Regions from separate parts of the Hordeum vulgare genome. Here region 1 is linked to region 2. The links are chromatin contacts, called in public Hi-C maps. All regions are on one chromosome and are shown on one strand. The core of a region is the stretch at or near the end of the contact, and the rest is flanking DNA. Distances in the headings are between cores, read along the strand shown. Region 1 has its middle 65 kb from the start of LOC123407169. Region 2 holds the start of LOC123406937.

What was found. A called contact is a pair of places that touch in the nucleus more often than the background predicts.
Region 1: a contact with region 2 is called in a Hi-C map of leaf, with 5 times the contacts expected there. The contact joins the enhancer-like site here to the promoter of LOC123406937 in region 2. A contact is called at or near these places in 2 of 6 Hi-C or Micro-C datasets (leaf and seedling).

Annotation. Positions count from the first base shown.
Region 1 is chr7H:529,156,889-529,162,311 of MorexV3_pseudomolecules_assembly, forward strand. No RefSeq gene overlaps it. Among protein-coding and RNA genes, the nearest start is that of LOC123407169, 65 kb to the left of the region's middle. Within about 2 kb of position 1,918, at least 3 of the 3 cell types and tissues checked have open chromatin away from gene starts, as enhancers often do. A contact at or near this core is called in leaf and seedling, where this site is marked.
Region 2 is chr7H:528,633,319-528,638,432 of MorexV3_pseudomolecules_assembly, forward strand. It overlaps LOC123406937, which reads left to right and starts at 3,052. Exons shown (of 2, transcript XM_045099952.1): 1 at 3,052-3,910; 2 at 4,003-4,401. The coding sequence starts at 3,177. The coding sequence ends at 4,135. LOC123406935 (protein WVD2-like 5) reads right to left here. Exons shown (of 8, transcript XM_045099951.1): 8 at 4,553-5,114. The coding sequence ends at 4,830.

The DNA of each region.
Region 1 (5,423 bases), core at 668-3,167, 520 kb after region 2:
TCGCATTTCAAAAAATAATCACGTGTTTAGAAAAATGTTCACAAAATTATAAAAAATGAGTACGTACAAAAATGTCCGTGTAGTATAAGTAAAATTTCCGGTACCATTCAAAAAAATGTACATGGTATTTCAAGAAATATTCGTGGGTTTGATACAATGTTCATGAAGTTATAGAAAAGGTGCCTATATAAAACAATGTTGGCGTACTAGAAGTAAAATATTTCGTACCATTACAAAAAAAAAGTATGTGGCATTTTGAAGGAATATTCATCTCGTTAAACAAATGTTCATATTTATTTTAAATGGTTATGTTAAAGAAAATGATTGAGTAGTGTAAGTAAAATATTCTGTACCATTAAAATACTATAAATGGCATTCCCAAGAAATATTCATGTGTTTAAACAATTATCCATGAAGTTTTAGAAAACTGATTATACAAAATATATTTGCGTAGTATAATTTGAATATTACATACCATTTAAAAACTGTATGTGGAATTTCACAGAAATATTTACGTGTTTAGAAAAATCCACAAAATTTTAGAAGTATGAGTATGTAAAATAAATGTTTGCTTAGTATAATTAAAATATTCCGTACCATTAAGAAACTGTACTTGGCATTTCAAATAAATATTCATGTGTCTAAACAAATGTTCATGGAATTTAACAAAAAATAAATTTGAATATAACATTCACATAACATAAGTAAAATATTTCATACCGGTAAAAACACAATACATGGCATTTCAAACTCTACTCGTGTGTTTAAACAAATGTTCATCATGAAAAAAATTATTATATAAATAAAATGTTCGTGTAGTGTAAGGAAAATATTTTTTATCATGAAAAATACTCTATGTGGCATTGCAAAGAAATATTCGTAAGTTTGAATAAATGCTCACTAAAATGTTAGTTTTTTTATATAAGAACGTTTGCAGATAGTAAAAGTAAAATATTTCATACCATTTAAAAAATTGTATGAGGCATTTAAAAAATGTGTTTGATCAAATCTTCTTGATATTTGGAAAAAATAAATATATAAATGATGTTCAACCTATATGTTATAAAATGTTCAAACCATGTATTTAATTAAAACAATACATCCTCTATTTCAAAATATTCGAGATGCATCAAAACTATCTTTTGCTTACATACTAAAAACGTATTTTCTGCATTAATAAATTAAACATATATTTTAACAACAACAATTTAGGAACAATTTCAAATAACTAAAACAGTTTTTAAAAACAAGAATAATTGTCAAAAATTCGATTTTTCGAAAATTCAGACATTGTTAACATTTTTTAACAAATGCGAATTCTCTTTGCAATATCGACATTTTTTTGGAGCTGAATTTTCGGAATGCATTGAAGATATTTAAAATTTCTATTTCAAAAATGGGGAAAAGTAACGGAAAAAACAACAATGAATGAAAATATAAAAAAGCAAACAGAAAATATAATTCGCCAAAACTTATAGAAAGTTCCCCAAATCCGTAAAAACTGGACAAGGAACGTTTCGCAAAACCGTGATCGATATAAGCCGGGCGACATGTCATTTGCGTGTGCGAAACAAGCGAGCGTCCAATAGCAAAATGTCCCTTCTTGTGGGCGCCGCCATCCCAGGTGGAGCGGGCCAGCAGCAGAAAGGGCGCACGATGCTGGGCTAGGAGTTCGTTGATGGGCCGTAAAGGAAGGAACCAAAAAAGAAAAGAAAAGACAGTTGTATCCACTCACAGACTCAAAAAAGAAAAGACAGTGGTGTCCACGCTGCGCCGCCATGAGATGTCTCGTTCGTCCAGGAAAGACGATGGAAATGAGCCCATGCCGACCCCGTGGCGACCCGCCAGCCACCGAGGTCACGGAGGACAAAGTACAGTGCGTTCGTGTCCAGCTGCTACAGGTCAGTACTGCACGCCACTTGCCAGGCCGTGCTGGTGCTGCCCCAGCCACGTCCCGACCCACTCACTTCTTCCAGGACAGTACTACGGTTTCTCCATGGATTTGGGCTGCCGGTGCTTTACTTTCTCCTTGCGTGTGCGTGACGTTGCTCGGAACGGAAAAGAAGGTTCCGCATGTTGCTTACCAGCTTCAGTTGCCGTGACCGCCCTCTTGATTGCGTGGGACTTCGTCAGTACAGTACAGGTGAGGTAAAAGTTCAACGGGCGTTCAAAAAAAGCTCCCCACGTTAAAAATACTGTTTTTGCGTCCAACATTTTCAATAGCTGCTGTAAAATACTACACCCGTTAAAAAAATTTGAACACGCGACGAAAAACGCAATCGCGCACAGCATATTTTAGGCGCCGGATTGCGTGCGCTTCACAATTTGCACTGCGTATTTTTTTGGCGCGTGTTTCTTGATGTGTGCTAAAGCAATGTTGGTCTCGACGCATTAAAAAAATGCTAAGGTGGCGTGCTATAATTTTTATTGGACGCGAAATTTTTATGCGGCTGTTGGAGATGCTCTAAGCCGGCCATCATCCTTAGGGATCTGAGTGGCTTTTTAAGCCTCGGGCGAATGTCGGGCCAGGTTCAGCTCACTCGCCGCGTAGGAAGCCATCCGAAACCGGACCAATACTTCTACATCGGAAATGCCCCGGCCTTTCAAAAATATCTTGTGTTTCCAGAACTGACGCGACACCTCGTCACACCTAAGGACATGTCCAACCTGATCCTCGAACCATAACCGTGTGCATCACGCCGTAGTTCCATCTAACATGGTCCTACATTGATTCGTTCTCATACGTATTTTTTCATTATCAGAGACAAGTTAGGGTGGTTTACGAGCATCCGGATCATTGTCACGCGTGTGTCTCACTAACCTTGACCTATCAAAAAACCCTCTTCTCATGAGTCATGAGCGATGTCATTCCCGTCTGAAGCCATTTGTCTGCCTTCATGTCAGCCCAAATCGAACGCAACCGTTCACTCAAGCCGTATTGAAGCAACTCGCCGACCAAGAGCGTCGTTGTGTGCACTTTTCTTCACGTTGAAACGACATTTGTTTGCCTCCCTAACTTCATTAAACCAGCGTATGTGTCAAGGAACCTACTGTGATGTCCCGAGTGCCACACGTCTGTTTCTATGCAGGCCGATATTAAACAACTCTCCTTCTCGCTCTTCGCATTTGTTCATTGTATAAATGATGAGGATATCAATATCATTGTTACACCCATAGCCCGAGCTGCTATACATACTTGACCAGTTAATAGAGCTCATGCACGCCAAATAAATTACCAGGTACTTTCGTTTCTTGGAAATCCTTCCAATGTTCATGAACATATGATGTTGTCTAAGTTAGATACTTTTGTTGTACTTATGATTGAAGGACCTAGCATGGACAAGAAGGATATCCGTTGGAGTGGGATCAAGCATGGAGAAGAAGGTGCACGCGCGGGAAAGAATAATGGAGCTTCCACTTGTGATTTTCGCACTCTGAAGCCACCATAAGGAGAGCATGAAGGCTTGGACGAAATATTCAAGACGCCACTTTATAAATTTCGTCCATAGGGTATTATAGATGTTGCGCCACCTTATTTTTGGGCCAGGACCATGTAATTTCGAAATACCATATTATAGGCTATTTTTAAAGTCCATATGTATGGGGAAACTGAGTAAGGGTCAGTTTCGGACCCCTCCTCCAAGGGTTCACGAAATTCCTCCTCTATTCCCCCATATATACAGCTCTTAGGGCGCCGTTTAGACTTGGGTTTTGTTTAGATTACAAGTTCGCCATAGCTGCAGCTTCGCGTTCTTCGTTTGTGTTCCACGACCAGACAAAGGCATGACATAACGCCACTTTCATCAATAAAGATTTCCTCTTATATTCACAATATCCATATCACAATCTTAGTTTCTTGCTTGTTCTTCATTTGCGTGCAGGAAACAGACCCTCGTGGTCAGGTTGATCGTGCTCCGGCATGGCCAAAAACCTCTCGGATTGGGTTTAGCGATTGCTAAGGCGCGACGTCCTCACACATTCATAGTCGGATCATCAAAGTCTACTCCACCAGAACGATAACCACCATCTCATTGAAAGACAGAGACAACTTTGCCTCTATCAAGTGGTATCGGTTTTCCAGGTTGCTAGGTGAGATTTTACCAGTTTTTCGTAGTTAGATCGCATGTTTTCTTCATACCTATAGTCCACGGAGATGCCACAAAAAAATTAGGGTTAGATCATCATATCCGAACTAATCTGAGCCTTTGCATAGTCTTTTCAGTATTTTGCTTTGTTGAATTTGCGGTTGCATCGTCGTATCGAGTTGCTGGTCTTAGTTTCTAGTCTTTTAGAGTTTCCAGTTATGTTCACAGGTTGTCATATCACCATCGCGCCATCTTTCATCGCTGCCATATACCACCACCACGCTGCCATCATCGCTACTGTCATATACCACCACCAAGCCACCATCATCCTTGCTGCCATATATCACCACCACATATCCACCACCAATCCTAGTCTGAGTCCTATATGTATTAGGTTAATTACGAGATCCTCTTGTTTTCGGTTTCCCCTTTCCTTACCTAAGTAGGTTTCGAAAAAAGAGTCTAACACGCTTTTCACAGCACTTTTTAGGCCAAAAATTCGTAGGGTGATTTTTTTTCCTTATCGTGTTGTTAGGACTTTTAGAGAGTTTTGAGACACTCACCACCATAGTGAATTTTGTCGCAATTATTGATCGTCGCAGGCCCAAATTGCTCCAGAAAAAAAATTAGTCATTTTTTTTCGTGCTATCATGTTTTTAGTCCTTCGGAAGAGTTTTGAGACACTCGCTATTATAGTGATTTTCTGAAGAAAAAAAGAGCGCAAAAAAAAAAAACAGACTGACTCTTCCCTTGATTACGTGTATCATCGTGATTTTGTTGGTGTTCTAGGCTTGCGTCTCTAGTAAGGTCTAGCCTCGGACCAGCACGGTACCGTCGTTGAGCGTTCCTTCAACTTTGCATCTCTGAACTGATTATTGCTGACCCTTTTTGCTACCATATTATAAGCCTTCCCAGCTCCACATACATCTACATCGTGTGTTTGACACCACCTGTCAATCACTCTATCCAAGCTTTGAGAGTTTTGACGACACCGGTTGCCGATCACCACCTCATGTTGGGTATACACACCTCCACCACCACCACCACCACTTCCTAGTAGTCTGTAGGTTCATATTCTTCTGTGTTCCTATTGCTCCTAACCATGCCAAGATCACAATCTAACAAGATCGACTCGGAGAGAATGACCAACCGGGAGCTCCATGATAAATTTCAGCAAATGATGGCTGACCAGGTACAAGACTTCGTGACCAGCCTTGGAGAGGCCATGGAGAAGCTAGACGGTTTGGAGAAAACATTCGACACCAATATGGACGCCAAGTTGAATGAGGTGCTTGCCCGTCTACCACCACCAGTTGCAGCTTCTGTCCCTCTCCAACA
Region 2 (5,114 bases), core at 1,802-4,301:
CCGTATTACTTGCAACAGGAGAGGTCCACACATCGCTATGAATTAACTCAAAGGGTTATGAAGCAACATGATAAGAAGCAGAAAAAGGGAGACGAGTATGTTTGCCGAGGCGACAAGCGTGGCAAGAGTCATTCTCGTTCTTATTACATGTGAAAGAAAAACTGCAAAGAATATGACGAAGAGTGGCTGGGTTTAGATGACCCAAGCGAGCGTGCCAAAGGTCCACCTCGGTGGCGAGAGCGACAGGAGCGGCGGAGGTGGAGGAGGCAGTGGAGACGACTGGGTAGAGATCTTCAGGACTGTCACATCGGTGAAGCACCATCCGGGTACAGGTGTCCTCGACAGAGAAACCAAACATGTCAAATTCAACAATAACAGAATTTTCACGTGTAAAGTAGCGAACGGAAACAAGGTTTTTGATAAGGTCAGGAGAGACTAAGATGTTGGATAAAGAGAGGGGTGTGGAGGAAGAGGGAAAAGAGGCATGTCCTATATGAGTGATGGGTAGAGAAGAACCATGACCAACGGTGATGCGAGTAGAGGTGATGACGGGATAAGAGGTGTGGAGAATACTAGGATGAGCAGCCATGTGGGCCGTAGCACCGGTATCCATATACCAGTCACCACCGCCATCATAGTTTGTCGGTGTCGGGGCGGAGTGCAGCGATGCAAGCAGGGACGGCTCCCAGGGGGACGGTGGAAGCCCGTCGGACTGCGTCGGCTGCCCTCTAGACTGGGCCGGCTGGCCGAGTGAGAGAGGGTCATACGGCGCTATGTACGGCTAGGGTGTGGCGTAGAACGACTCATGCGACGACGTCCGGGGTCCGAGGAGACTGGGAGCAGGAGCATGGGGAACCGACATGGAGTAAGCCTGGACCACGCTGGTCCACGGATTCTGCCCGAAGTACCATGGAGCCGGTTGCTGCTGTGGAGGGCGAGGCGCGCCACCCGGAGCGTCGTTCGACTGCTGCTAACGCCCACCGCGCCGACCACCGCGACAGCGGCCGTTCCCAGACTCGGCCGGCTGCGGCGGCGGAAGGGCAGCCAGCTGCTGGAAGGCCGACTGCGGGGGAGCCGGCCGCAGGGGGGCAGGTCCACCGCGAGTGGCGGTGGTGAGATCCGTATGCATGGCTCGAATCTGCGTCATCTTCAAGCGGCGTTCCTCAAGCTTGAGGTACGCCACTACCTTGGCGAAGGTCGGCTTCGGGAGAAGAGTTAGGTTGGAGGCGGCGTTCCCGAAGTCATCGTTGAGGCCGGCTGTGAGGGTGCTGATGAGGAGCTCGTCACTGATCGTCTCGGCAAGATCGCGGAGCTCGTCGGCAAGCTTTTTGAGGCGCATGCAGAAATCATCAATGGATGAATCAAGCTACTGGCACCCATAAAACTCGCCATGGAGGAGGACCTTGCGCTGGAGTTTGTTGTAGGTGAAAAGGTTGTTGAGCTTGGAGATGGTGAGGTAGAACCAGCGGATGATGGTGGCGTCGAGGATCATCCAGTCCTCGTCGTTCACCATGAGGGACGAGTCCACGAAGCCATTGATGTGGCCGTGAAGAAGGTACTCGCGGAACACCAGGGAGAAGTACCTCTTCGAGGCTAAGTAGGATCCGGTGGACTGGTCAAGGACCACCAGGACGCGGTCGAAGATATTGAGATCGCGAACAAGGGTGATGTCGGAGCCGGCAAACGGATTGCTGCCGGAGGAGAGTGAGGAACGCGGAAAGACCATGGTGGTGTCGGGGGATGAAGGGTTTTGGGGGGGGGGGGGGGGGGAAGCGATGGAGAGGTAATGCGGCGACAGCGGTGGCGGTGCTCAAGATGGCGCGGCGACGACGACGGCGGCTGTGGCACCGGCGACGACGACGGAGCTGGAGATGGCGCGGCGGCGGCGCGTGAGAGGGCGCGGCGACGGCGGTTGTAGCGGCTGTAGCGGCGGCGGCGGCTGCGCTAGAGATGGCGCGACGGTGACGACTAGGTCGGAATCGTGGAGGAAACTTATACCATAGAGGATTAGGTTTAGGGTTGTGCAACACTCAATGTTGATTGGATGCACTAGACACGTATATATAGGTACAAGATGGGCCTCTACCTCAACTATACAAAGAACTAGGAGGAATGTCTAATAACACAATGCACATATATATTCAACAGATGCAAGACAGAGGAGAAGAAGAGAGTTGTTGTGATCGGACGGATCATATGCGGCTAATCGAGCGGCTGGCTAGGCGAATGATTTCTCTAGAAAATCATTCGGCTGATTCGTGGCAGCCGCCTAGTTTGTACTCCCTCCGTCCTAAAATAAGTGTCTTAAGTTTAGTACAACTTTGTACTAGCTCTTGTACAAAGTACAAGTTGAGACAGTTATTTTGGAACAGAGGAAGTACTAGCTTATACATGAACTGATTTATTTCGCAAAAATAAATAAATACATGAACCGATTTGGAGACAATAACTGTTGAATGCCCGTCCTTCCACATACGGCTAGGGTTTACCACAATTTCAAGCGAGTCCATGAATGGACAATCCACAACGGTATGTAATGTGGCGTCGTACTCCCTCGCGGTCTGGGCTACGCAACTGCACAACACAACCCATCACGGCCCGCCCCTACGCTCCAAGGCAAGATTTTGCGCCCCAAAACCTTTGGATAGTTGGATCTTTCCCTTGCCGATGATAGGCAAGCGCTACGTTCCTTCGCGCCACATATAACCGCCGGTCCCCTGCCGTCCGCATGCTACCCGGTTCCACTCTCACCTCACAGCCACAGGCCAAGCTGGACGGACGTCCGCAGTCACCGCTGCCCACAAACCAAAGTCACCGGAGCAGCCAGCCGCGGGTTACGCCGTGGGCCGTCGCGCTCGCCCACCCCACCACCCCCGGTTTTGTGTCGCCTAGCCCGGGAGCTCATACCGTCCGTCCGTCGCTCCCCACCGGGCCCGCCCCCCGCCGCGGCCGCAACCACCGCGGGCCCGCCGCGCCCAGTCGAGGCCCTACACGTCGGCGTTCATCACGTGCCCCATTGGCCCGGCCGCCGGACTTATATATTCGCGCGCCAGCCGTGCCCGCAGTGTCAGTCAGTCAGTGACGCCACGCACTTGCCCGTACACTGCCAGTCCGCCTGAGATATTTTCCTCTCTCTCTCTCTCTCTCTCTGCGGGGTGAGCGAGAAACCGGGAACGATGCTGCTGCGGAGCGCGTCCTCGCCGCTGCTCAACGCGGCGCGCGTGCCGACGGGGGAGCATGTACTGGGGCACGGCCACCTCGCGGTGGCGTCGCCGGCGGGGCACCAGGGGCCGAGGCAGCAGGGGGCGCTGTGCCGCGCATTGTCCGAGGCCGATCTGCTGGCGCCGGTGCAGCTCCCGGCCGCGAGGAGCTCGCCCGCCTCCGCCTTCCTCGAGGAGTTGGGCGAGGAGGGGGCGCAGGAGGAGGACGAGGACGTGGTCGGGGTGGCGGCCCTGCCGCTGCGCCGGCTGCTGACGAGCGCGGGGCTGGACGCGGCCGTGGGGCGGGACGACTACGAGGAGGAGGCCGGCGCCGGCGGAGCCCTGGCACTCCTCGAGGGCGTCGGGGGAGGCGGCGGGCGCGGGAGGGTGTGCGGCGGCTGGCAGGGCGGCCGCGGAGGGGACGGCGACGGCGACGGCCGTGAACGCGGCGCCACTGACGCGCACTACCGGCGGATGATCAGGGCCAACCCGGGCAACTCGCTGCCGCTGGGGAACTACGCCAGGTTCCTCAAGGAGGTGCAGGGGGACGCGGCGAGGGCGCAGGAGTACTGCGAGCGCGCCATCGTCGCCAACCCCGGCGACGGCGACGCCCTGGCCATGTACGCGGGCCTCGTCTGGGAGACCAGCCGCGACGCCGAGCGCGCCGACGCTTACTACAGCTGCGCCGTCCAGGCCGCGCCCGACGACTGGTCAGTGACCCAGCTCACTAGCTCAGAGCGCCACGGCGCCACTTGCTTTGCTTGACATGCGTTTGCGTGACAGTTTCTTGCTTCCCTTGCAGCTATGTCCTGGGATCCTACGCCGGGTTCCTGTGGGACGCCGAGGAGGAGGACGATCTCAACGACGGACAGCCGGCGGCGTCGCCGCCGTTCTATGGGGCAGCGCAGCCATCCTCCATTAGAGCGGCCTCTTAGATGAAGGTCCAGTCTCGCTGCCAGTAACCAAGCTCCATTCGGAAGAGCGACGGGAAGCCGCTGCCGTCACCGGACCGGTCGCGGCAGCTCGTAGTAGACTGAATAAACCCAAGTCCAGCTACCTGTGTGCAAGATGAATCTGGAAGAGTACGCTTCTAAGGTTGGTAGGGTCTGCAGCACCGTAGGATAAATATCTAGCCTAATAAGGCTTTGCTGTGCTTGTACATGTAGAACGTTCCTTATAACATTTTATATGTACTGCTGTACTATGTAGTGTAAGTGTATGTACCACTTGTGAATTACAGCAAACGTCAGAACACCAGCAGTTCAGCAAAAGCACAAGGAAGAAAATTCAAAATTACACTGGATGCACCAACTTCATCAAATTTTGCGGTAAAGAAGATGAGGGAAAACTCATGCGGGGAAAAGAAGTCTTGCGACCTGGAAATACAAGGTAGTCATATGCAAATGTTACTAGCTACAAATAATACCACTCCCTTGTACTGTTTGAACACAACACAACTGAGAAGATAAACAGTACATTGGCTACTTGCCATGTTCCAAACTCCAGGTGATTACACTAATTCAAGCACATGATACCAGCCAGAAGTTCACTACCCAAATAACAAAAATGCAGAAATGGGAGGCTGAGGCATGACTCTCAGCTTTCCGAAAGACTGAACTCGATTGTTTTCTATTCATTGATCACATGGTCATCTGGAGTAACCTGAGCACGGATTGGCGTCAGGATGGGATCTGCAGTTGAGTTGCTAATTTCTAGCTGTTCTGCAGAAGATATAGAAGTTGCAATGTCAACAGAACCTGTCTGCTCTGATGGCAATTTGGGGAGAGATTTCCGTTGGGACTTCTTGGGAGCAGGTGTTGTCTTGGCGCTGTTTTGGGAGGCCCTTTGGTCGAGGCTCAGACGAACTGGACGGCTTGAAGGATTGGTACTTACTGTTGTGACTGCTGAGGTTGT